2 separate regions of the Sus scrofa genome follow, and region 2 is linked to region 1. Evidence: chromatin contacts called from public Hi-C data. All regions are on one chromosome and are shown on one strand. The core of a region is the stretch at or near the end of the contact, and the rest is flanking DNA. Distances in the headings are between cores, read along the strand shown.

Region 1 (4,432 bases), core at 698-3,197:
CATATGGAGTTTCCCAGGCTAGGGGTCTAATCGGAGCTGTAGCTGCCAGCCTATGCCACAGCCACGGCAACACAGGATCCCAGTCATGTCTGCGACCTACATCACAGTTCACAGCAACGCCGGATCCTTAACCCACTGAGCAAGGCCAGGGATCAAACCCACAACTTCAAGGTTTGTTAACCACTGAGCCATGACGGGAACTCCTAGGAATCACATTTTGTAGCATTTGGACTTGTCCGCAGAATAGAGCAGGCTTGTCCATAAGCTGCTAAACCAGGCCCTCCTGAGTGTCTCCATCCCAGAGCCAGCAAGGGAAAGACCCCTGTCACCCGTATGTTGACTGAAATGTCCTTGCAACCCCAGCAATGTCAAAAACAACCCAGACTGTAGGTGTAGAATGCCCACACTGTAAGCAGATAAGGTAAGGGATCCCCAGAGAAAGAAAACCAGGCATGTCTTTCTTTTTTTTTTTTTTTTTTTTTTTGTCTTTTTAGGGCTGCACCTGCAGCATATGGAGGTTCCCAGGCTAGGGGTTGAATGTGAGCTGTAGCTGCCAGCCTACGCCACAGCCACAACGTGAGATCCAAGCTGCATCTGCAGCCTACACCACAGCCTTCGGCAAAGCCGGATCCTTAACCCACTGATAGGGGCCAGGGATTGAACCCGCATCCTCGTGGATACTAGTTGGGTTCATTACCACTGAGTCACAACAGGAACTCCCAGGTATGGCTTTCTTCACATGAGAAGCCATTTTTGTCCTAAATCATTTTGTGATCTAAGCCTGGCCACAATGCTGGTCCCTGAACAGGTCTTAGTAACAAAGGTCTTAAGAGAATAAAAGGACAACTTATTAGGCAAGAGAAGTAACAATAGCAAAGATAGCAGATCAGTCGTGAAGAGTCTCAGTTCTATTTCAATGGTAAAGACTAGCCTAAAGCCCTGTCTTGAGCTGTTTTGCAAAACTGAAGTCCCCCCTCAGACGCTCAACCACCAGATCCACTGGAATCTAAGGAATGATGCCCCTCAAGCTTTTGATCTACTAAAGCTTGGACTCTGCCTACTGCCCAAGCCCTTTCATGAATACGCAAGTACCCTTAGCTTAAAATGTCCTCAATTTTGCCGATTTTGCCATTCCGGGAGACACTAATTTGGGAAAGACCCTCAGTGCTCTCCTCACTTGCTGTAATAATAAATCCTTCCGCTCCCGATCTTTGACTTTGTTGTGGTTTTTGGCTCAATATCCACCAAGAGGCAAAGCCAGTTTCTGGGTAACAATGGGACATTGAGAAACTGAGGCAGCAGAGCAGTGGGACTTGCTTGAGCAGGTAGAGATGGTGGACTCTGCCCCGGAACTTGTGAAAAGAAAATCAAAATAGAGTCAGTATCGATAAGAGAGCTCTCTAAAATGGAACTGGGAGGTCAGGAATGAAATGTGACTTAGACACATCTGGGCTTGGATGGAATCTGACCTTCTGACTTAATGAAGTCATTCAGAAACCTCCCAGAAACTCAAATGATTTATAGGACCCTTACCCTAAAAGAACTCATGGGAGTCTACCCTAAAACCACTTGTGATTCCTTAAGGACAAATACTTTGAGTCGATCACACTTCTCACCAGGTAACTTTTACCCATCTCCTGGCTTTTTGCTTTATAAGCCCTCTTTCTCTCAACAGTTACCCGATTTGTGTCTCCTGAATCACAACTCTTAAGATCCCAAATAAACGCTTTTCTTATTTGCAGCCTCCTGCATTGTTTTTTGGTTGAAAAACTCAGTCCCCAGATTCCTCGTGGCAACTCCAGGCAATTTTGAGGCTTCAAGAGCTGGGGCTGCAGGAGGCAGGGGGGTCAGGGGAGCAGAGGACGGCAGGCCTGGCGGTGCAGACAACTAGGTGGCCAGTCCAGGCTCTGCTTTGGACCCGGAAGGCTGTGGCCAGACCACAGAGGGTCAGGGCGCACAGAGTAAAACCCAGCCTCGGCCACCCGCATCCGCAGGCTGCCCGCCCAGCCCTCTGCCCAGAGAATTCCCGGAACCGGGGCGGGAACAATGGGAGGAAATGCAGGAGGAAATGCCGGCCCCACCCCTGCCAGCCCAGGCACCTCCGGGCGAGTGGCCGAGCGACCGTGGCCAGCAAGACTGCTTGTCATTTCCTCCCTTAAACGTCTTGCTGAACCAAGAAATACCCCTACTTCCCAGACTGCGTTGGGGTCAGTCCCTTCACAGCCCCTACTCCGCTGGCAGGAAAGACCAGAGGCAGGCTGCCTGTCCCTGAGCCTAAAAAGCAGGCTGTGAGCTCAAGTTCAAGTCCCACCCAGAGAGGCAGAGCGTCCCTTGAATGTGCAGCCCCGCCCAACTGTGGGGGAGGGGATGGGGAAGGGGAAAGGAAGGAAGGGGAACTGGTCTGAGGCCGCTCTTCATTCATTCATTTCACGGAGGATGGAGAGGACTGGTGTTATTCAGGGGGAAAAGACCTGAGGGAGGGGGGCTCTCAGACCCTTGAGGAGATCCGCCCCATCCTGAGATCAAGGCTGAGACACAGACCCTGGGGACCAGGGGCCTTCTGGACATCAGGGATGCTCCACACTGCATGGGTACCCATCAGTGGCAGCTGGGATTCAAGGGTCTTGCACCAGGTGCCTCCCAGCCAGCTCTGAAAGTATGTGTAGCTTGGCCAGCAGGAAGGAAACCACATGCCCTGCCCCTGCAGCCTACGGATAGAAAAACACTGTCCAGCCTTCCCAGACCTGGTCATCCCTCTTGGCTGTGCTGTGTTCTGAAGCTACTGGAATGTGGGGGGCAGTAGAAGTGTGGGGCCGAAGGAGCGGCTGTCATCCCAATGGGCCGAAAGCAAAATCGGGAATTAGCCTGGGGGAGGGAAGGAAAGGTCAAAGCAGTGTCTGTGTTGACAGGGCACATGTATTTCCTCATGGAAAAAGAGCTTGTTCCCAAGTTCGCCTTCCAATTGGTAGGTTACTGTATTATCAGAAGTGGGAGGTGGTGACCTCCAAATCTGAGCCTTAAGTGGGAAGGAGTGAATTAAGGTGGCCAAGTAAGTTGATTTTAACAAAGCACAAAGAAAGCTAAACATCTTTTTTCTTTTTAGGGCTATACCTGTGGCATATGGAAGTTCCTGGACTAGGGGTCAAATCGGAGCTGCAGCTGCTACCCCAAGCCACAGTCACAGTAATATCAGATCTGAGCCACATCTGCCATCTACGCCACAGCTTGTGGCAATGCTGGATCCTTAACCCACTGAGCAAGGTCAGGGATCAAACTGCGTCCTCACAGACACTGAGTTGGGTTCTTAACCTACTGATCCACAATTAGGCCAGGGATCGAACTGCATCCTCACAGACACTGTGTTTGGTTCTTAACCCACTGATCCACAACAGGAATTCCAGTCATTTAAACAATTTTATTTTAAAACTTCAGGCCATTTTACATCATTGTAACAATAAAACACAGGAGGTAACCCAAATGGCCAATATAGAAGAGGGGTAAGTTAAGTATAGACATACAATGGAACACTATACTGCTATTAAAAATAGTGGGAAGGTACACCATAGATTTATAATATATGTGCCAATTTTCAAAGTAATGAAATAAGATATCATGAGTCTTAAAACTGCAACAAAAAAAAAGAAGATTTATAATATATGGAAAATCTTCCAGATACATTAAGTAAAGAAACAAAGTTTTTAAAAAACAAAGTTTTTTTAAAATAACTCTTTTTAATAAGAGTCAGATAGCGTAATTGTGGTTTCCAGAGGCTGGGGTAGGGGGAGTGGATAATGGGCAGTTATTGTTTAATGGATATAGAGCTTCGTTTTTACAGATGAAGAGTTATGGGGATGGATGGTGGTGATGGTTATACAACAACGTGATTGGATTTAATACCACCAAACTATACACACTTAAAAGTGGTTAAGATGGTAACTGTTACGAGCATTTTACCCAATAAATCTATTTTAATAAATAAATGTTCTACTTATTATGTAAAAAAGAGGAAGTAAGAACTATACCGGTGTTTAAGCAATAAGGGAAGAGCGATATAGAAGAAACAAAGAGTGGTTACCTATGGGAGAAGGATGAGAGCTGGACAGAAGGGAGAACTTGGGCTGCATTTTTTTTAGCCACGCCCACAGCATGAAGAAATTCCCTGGCCACGGACTGAACCCATGCCACAGCTATAACCACAGCCGAGGTGGGGACAACACTGGATTCTTAACCTGCTGAGCCACCAGGGAATTCCTGTGCTGCATTTTAAAATAATAGTTTCTGCTTTTATAACTCCTTAAATTTTTTTTTCCAATTCGAAAGTTAAATTTAAAAACGAAGCATAGGAGCTCCTGTCGTGGCTCAGTGGTTAACGAACCTGACTAGTGTCCATGAGGACGGTGGTTCAATCCCTGGCCTCACTCAGCAGGTTAAG
Region 2 (5,001 bases), core at 1,311-3,810, 33 kb after region 1:
GCCCTAAAAAGACAAAAAAAAAAAAAAAAAAAAAAAAAAAAAAAAAAAAAAAGCTCAGCACTTGATTCCGACAGGCAACAGGGGTAAGTACCCCCAACCAAATGATCTGTAAATTCTGGTCTGATTCTAACAGCCTCCTTTCCTAAACATCAGTTTGTCCCCAAATTCCAGCATGAATACCCCTGTGGGGCAGGGAAGTAGAGTGTCACATTAATTTCACCTTTCACCACATCTCACATCAGTGGTTCCAAAATACCATATATATACCTGTATCAGGTACATAAGTGCAAATTCTTAAGGTACTTACACCGGCTGCTTCAGAACCTCTATGGATGGGACCCAGGAATCCGTTTTTCAAGCACACCCTCCAGAGGATTCTCAGGCTCAGTAAAGCATGAGGACCGCTGCTGAGACTCCCAGGCACATCTGGAAGATGGCCAGGGGCTGGGCCGAAAAGGGCACACACCACAGAGCACCACCTATTTGCTCTCAGCACTGGGCATCCTGATAAATGGTTCGGGTTGCCACCTTCAGGGAGTCGTGGGATCCTAACTATGGAGCAAAGTACTGAGCACAGACTGGCTGGGGCGAGTACACCAGCAAACCAAACAAGGTGCTATTCATCCCTAGGGGAGAGACCAAAGCTAGCCAGGGGAATCCTGGGGGACTTCCTGGAGAAAGTGGCATTGCAGCTTTGCTAGGGGCTTGTCAGTGCAAATAAATTATAAGGCATCATAAAGGGTGGGAAATGCAGAGATGGGGAGAGGACAGCAGCTGCACGTGCTCAGCACCTGAGCGGGGGCAACAGCCAAGAGATTCAGTAGATTCAGACTCAAGGGTAGTGCCCACTCCAAGCGCTCCGTGCCAGGACTAGGACACTTCACAGAACTTTCCCAGGTTTCCATTTCCTTATCTGCAGGATAGGGAGATGAGTAGCTATGACGAAACAGTTAGAGGACCAGGGCAAGAGATCGGTGAACAGACTCAAAAGAGGTCCAAAGCATCTGAAAGACCATGTCAGATTCTAGGCTCAGGGTGCTTAAGGAACTTCTTTTCCAGCCAGTGTTGGCCGCGTCGTTCCTACACATGAATGGCTTAGGCAGATTCTGATGGACAGGGGAAGCTGCACTTCATAGTAGGCACCCAGAAATACCAACAATAAATGAAAACTGCCAAGTTTTCTAAAATGTTTCGACTCCCGCTTTTCAAAAAAGGAATAAAATGTAAGTGGTCCCATAGCCAAGAATAAAAGCTACTCTCACTTCTCACTTTGCCAGACTGTGTCTTTCATCTATGGTTATCATTATTTTGAGGGGCTTGGGGAGCAGATGGAGATGGTGCGTCAGAGCTAAAGGGCCCCTTTTGGGTACTCCCACCATTTTCAAACCTTCTGAAAAAACCAGCCGCTTGTCCCTCTATGTTGGACCATCTTTTGGGCTGCACGTTTTTAACACCACAAAACCACAGGATACGCCTACTGGTAAGAGGAAAACCCTCTCCTCTCTCCTTAATTATCTTTCTTTGCAGAACTGGAGTCCTGACTCACAGCCATTGTTTCTTCTCTTAATTTTGACAGATCCTTCCTCTTCCCTTTCCCCATTCCTGAGACACCTCCTCCCATGGGAATGTCTGCCTTGAAATGGGGACTAAAGGTGCCTGGTGAGAAGGGGGTGAGGTGTGAGTCGTTTGTAGCCCCAGAGAGACCCTCTCTTGCCTAAGAACCACATGCAGGCACTTAAGGGTCTGTGCCTTAAAACAAACAAAAACAGACAAACCAAGAAAACGCTTGAACTCTCAAAATTCCTTGCATCAAGGCAATTTCCGCCCTATTCTATCCCGTTTCCTCCCAACTGAAACACGGCCGATTCAATATGACCAGTCTTGAAGAAAGATGGGCAAAGAATGAATGAAGTCAAGACACAACTTTCACGGTCTCCACTCCCAGTTTTTAAGCGATCCTGATTCTTTTCTCTTCTGCATCCATCCTCCAACCCATCCTCACCACTGCCCGCTAAAGACTTGCACATTATTCCCTCTCCATATCGTTCTTAGAAAAGTGGTAACCGTTTACTTAGAAAGGTACTTTCAGTTTCCCAAAATTGCAGAGCACTGTGGCATTTATAGTGCTTGGTTGCATCCTCCTCGTCCACTCTGCAGAAGACAAGAGTTGAGATTTCTCTGAGATTTCTGTCCCAGCTGACATGTGGCCTGGACTAGAGTCAGTGCCAGAGCCAAGGCGACAGACCCGGCGGTGCGCGCGCAGTCTGGGGCGCTGGCGCCCGGGAGCCGCAGCTATGGGGCTCTCACCTCGGAAAGTCAAGCTGGCGACCGGGTCGCTGCGCCGGTCCTTCTTCACACTGGGGAGGTTGCTGGCCCTCACCAGCTGGCAACTCAGCATGGTTCGGCCTGCCCCCACCGAGCAAGCGCCCGGCTCCGCGGCAGCCGCGCCAAAGGGGAGCTGTCGCCTCCGCTGCGCCTCCGCAGAGAAGTCCCAACGCCTGGGAGAGGCCGCAGAGAGGACACCGGACACCCGCTGGGCGGACCCTCCCCTCCGGCCCCTGCCGGGATCCGCCCTGCCCGTGGCGGGCGGGGCGAGGCAGGGGTCAGGCGGGCGCCGGCGGGGGCGCTGGTCCCCCCTCCGTGGGTCCCCGCCCCCGCCGGGAATGGAAGTGCGGCTGACGCGGGGCGCGCCGCTCCGGGACACCGCGCCAGCCTGCCTACTCACGGGAGCCCCCAGCGTCCCGGCTCGCGCCCGAGCCCCGAGCGCACCAGCGCCGACTTCGCAACCGCTGCTCTCCTGTCCGCTGTGCCCAGGCCAGCGTGCTGCGGACGCCTGGAGACTGTGTGCGAAGGCAGGAGGAGGGGGAGACCCGGCTGCCGAGACCAGAGTGTGTCCGCGGGAAATTGCAAGCGTTTGAGCGCTGAAGGAGGAGCAGGCGGAGAGTGCGCTGCGCTCTGAGCCCCCAGCCCCTGCGCTGCTTACCTCGGCCTGCCATGCCAGCCCCTTGCTCGCCTTCAGTGCCCAGGTGGCCCTAGAGTCTCTGGCGTTTGAGCCCTCGCGAAGCGCCTCAGAGCCTTTTCAAATTCACTTGCGTGCCCTGGAGCATCGGTGCCCTGCTACATCCCAACACCAATCTCTAGGTCCCCTCGCCCCCGCTAAGGGCGGGAGATTTCTTATAGCCGTTAACACCTGTTCCGTGTTCCGTCCGATTCCTCTTCAGCTGATGAAGTCCACTCGGGTCCAAGATGACTGTAGAGCTATACCCTGCATGTCCCCAGAGCCCACCAGGTCTCTGGCACATACTGGGGCCTGGTACTCAGTGAGGTTTCCTCCCAAGAGGGCTTGTATTAGAAATGAAGATCACAGAGTTCCCAGTTGGGGCTCAATGGTTAACGAATTCAGCTAGGAACTATGAGGTTTCAGGTTCGATTCCTGGCCTTGCTCAGTGGGTTAAGGATCCAGCGTTGCCGTGAACTGTGGTGTAGGTCACAGACGCGGCGCTGGAATCCGGCCCACGTTGCTGTGGCTCTGGCGCGGGCCAGAGGCTAGTAGCTTGGATTAGACCCCTAGCCTGGGAATGTCCATATGCCGCAGCAGCGGCCATAGAAAAGACATTAAAAATAAATTCTTAAAAAAAAAAAGGAGTGAAGATCACTTTAAGACTGTTTATTATTAAAGTCTTTTTGAGATAGGATCTCACTCACTTGCAGCCTAAATCATCCTTACTGACACCCACGACTGTGGTACCATCTATGTGCCCACAGTACCGAGACTTTTCCACCACTACCGTCTCCTGCCTTGGCTGCCTGGTCCATTAGCCACACTGGAGCCAGGTGATCTTAAAACAAATATAATCAGGCCCTCCTCCCCCTTAAAATCCCTCCAAGGCCTCCATGCCCTCTGGATAAAGCCTTTCCTCCCTTTCCTCTGCATAGGAGAAGATAAAGCCACTCAGCCCCTGACTCTCTGAGCTCCAGCTTCAGTGGCTTCTCAATTTCTGGAACATGCTGAGTTCCCTACAAACTCAGAGCACTCTGTCACCTCCCTGCACCTACCTTCCCCTCTCTTTTAAAGGGCCTCCCCCACATCCTTCAGTCCCTCACTTCCCTCCTAGTCTAGGATGGGTCCCCTGGCAAAGAACTGCACGTCAGCACTTTCCCTTCTTTGTAGGCTTCCCAATTGCAAGCAATATCTACTTGTGTAATTATTACTGCCTTGATTTCTGGCTAGATGGTGGAGTCGGTGGATAAGGGGAGAGGCCAAGTCTGTCTCAGGCAGCCAGGGATTCCCAATGCAGGGTATGGGCTGGCCTGGGATTGCTCTGAGGGACCTTGTACTTGACCCCCCAGCCTCCCTTCCAGCCGGTGATGAGGCTAAGCCTGTGGTTCTCAAAGGGATAGTGCTGCCCCCTAGGGGTTATTTTGAGTATGATTATTTGGGATATATATTGTTTTACCATCACAGGGGTTCCTGGCTTTGCACCTTTCCCCTGGCACACAACATCCTGGCCCCTTGTCCTGTTCTAATCAGTCAGAGGTGGCACAAGAAGTCTTTAGGGGCATATCTAACATTTCCAGAGGAATGTTCAAGGGACTTTTACAAATACTTGGTTGTATCCAAGGAACAGGGTCTCCACACACCAGCTCTGTAAACCAGAACAACAGCAGCTGGTGGCCTGAGCGCTTCCTGAGGCTTCTTTCTCATCCTGGCTTCCTACTTCCCAACCTGGCTGCCCTTCATGTCTCCCTGATCAAACGGCTGACTGGTCCCTTGGAGATGTCATACTGGAGCCTGTTGTTCAAAGGCACTTCCTCCCCAGTGGGACTTGTATCAGGGATGCAGCGCTTGTGGACAATGTGTTGAGATCCTAACATGTTTTCCCTCCCCCCACAAAAGGTGTCCTCCCCTCCTTCCATAGAAATGTTCCAAAGAGTTTTAATGGACGCATGGCCACCCCCATAGGTTGACTACATTTCCCAGAACTCCCTCAGTTTCTTGGC

What was found. A called contact is a pair of places that touch in the nucleus more often than the background predicts.
Region 2: a Hi-C map of skeletal muscle shows a contact between it and region 1, with 4 times the contacts expected there. A contact is called at or near these places in 17 of 47 Hi-C or Micro-C datasets (alveolar macrophages, embryonic fibroblasts, epiblast stem cells and 11 more) and 1 of 2 datasets of targeted methods (skeletal muscle).

Annotation. Positions count from the first base shown.
Region 1 is chr3:71,202,819-71,207,250 of Sscrofa11.1, forward strand. All of the region lies in intron 3 of DYSF (dysferlin), which reads right to left. Among named protein-coding and RNA genes, the nearest start is that of DYSF, 33 kb to the right of the region's middle.
Region 2 is chr3:71,235,098-71,240,098 of Sscrofa11.1, forward strand. It overlaps DYSF (dysferlin), which reads right to left and starts at 2,561. Exons shown (of 57, transcript XM_013996042.2): 1 at 2,308-2,561. The coding sequence starts at 2,398.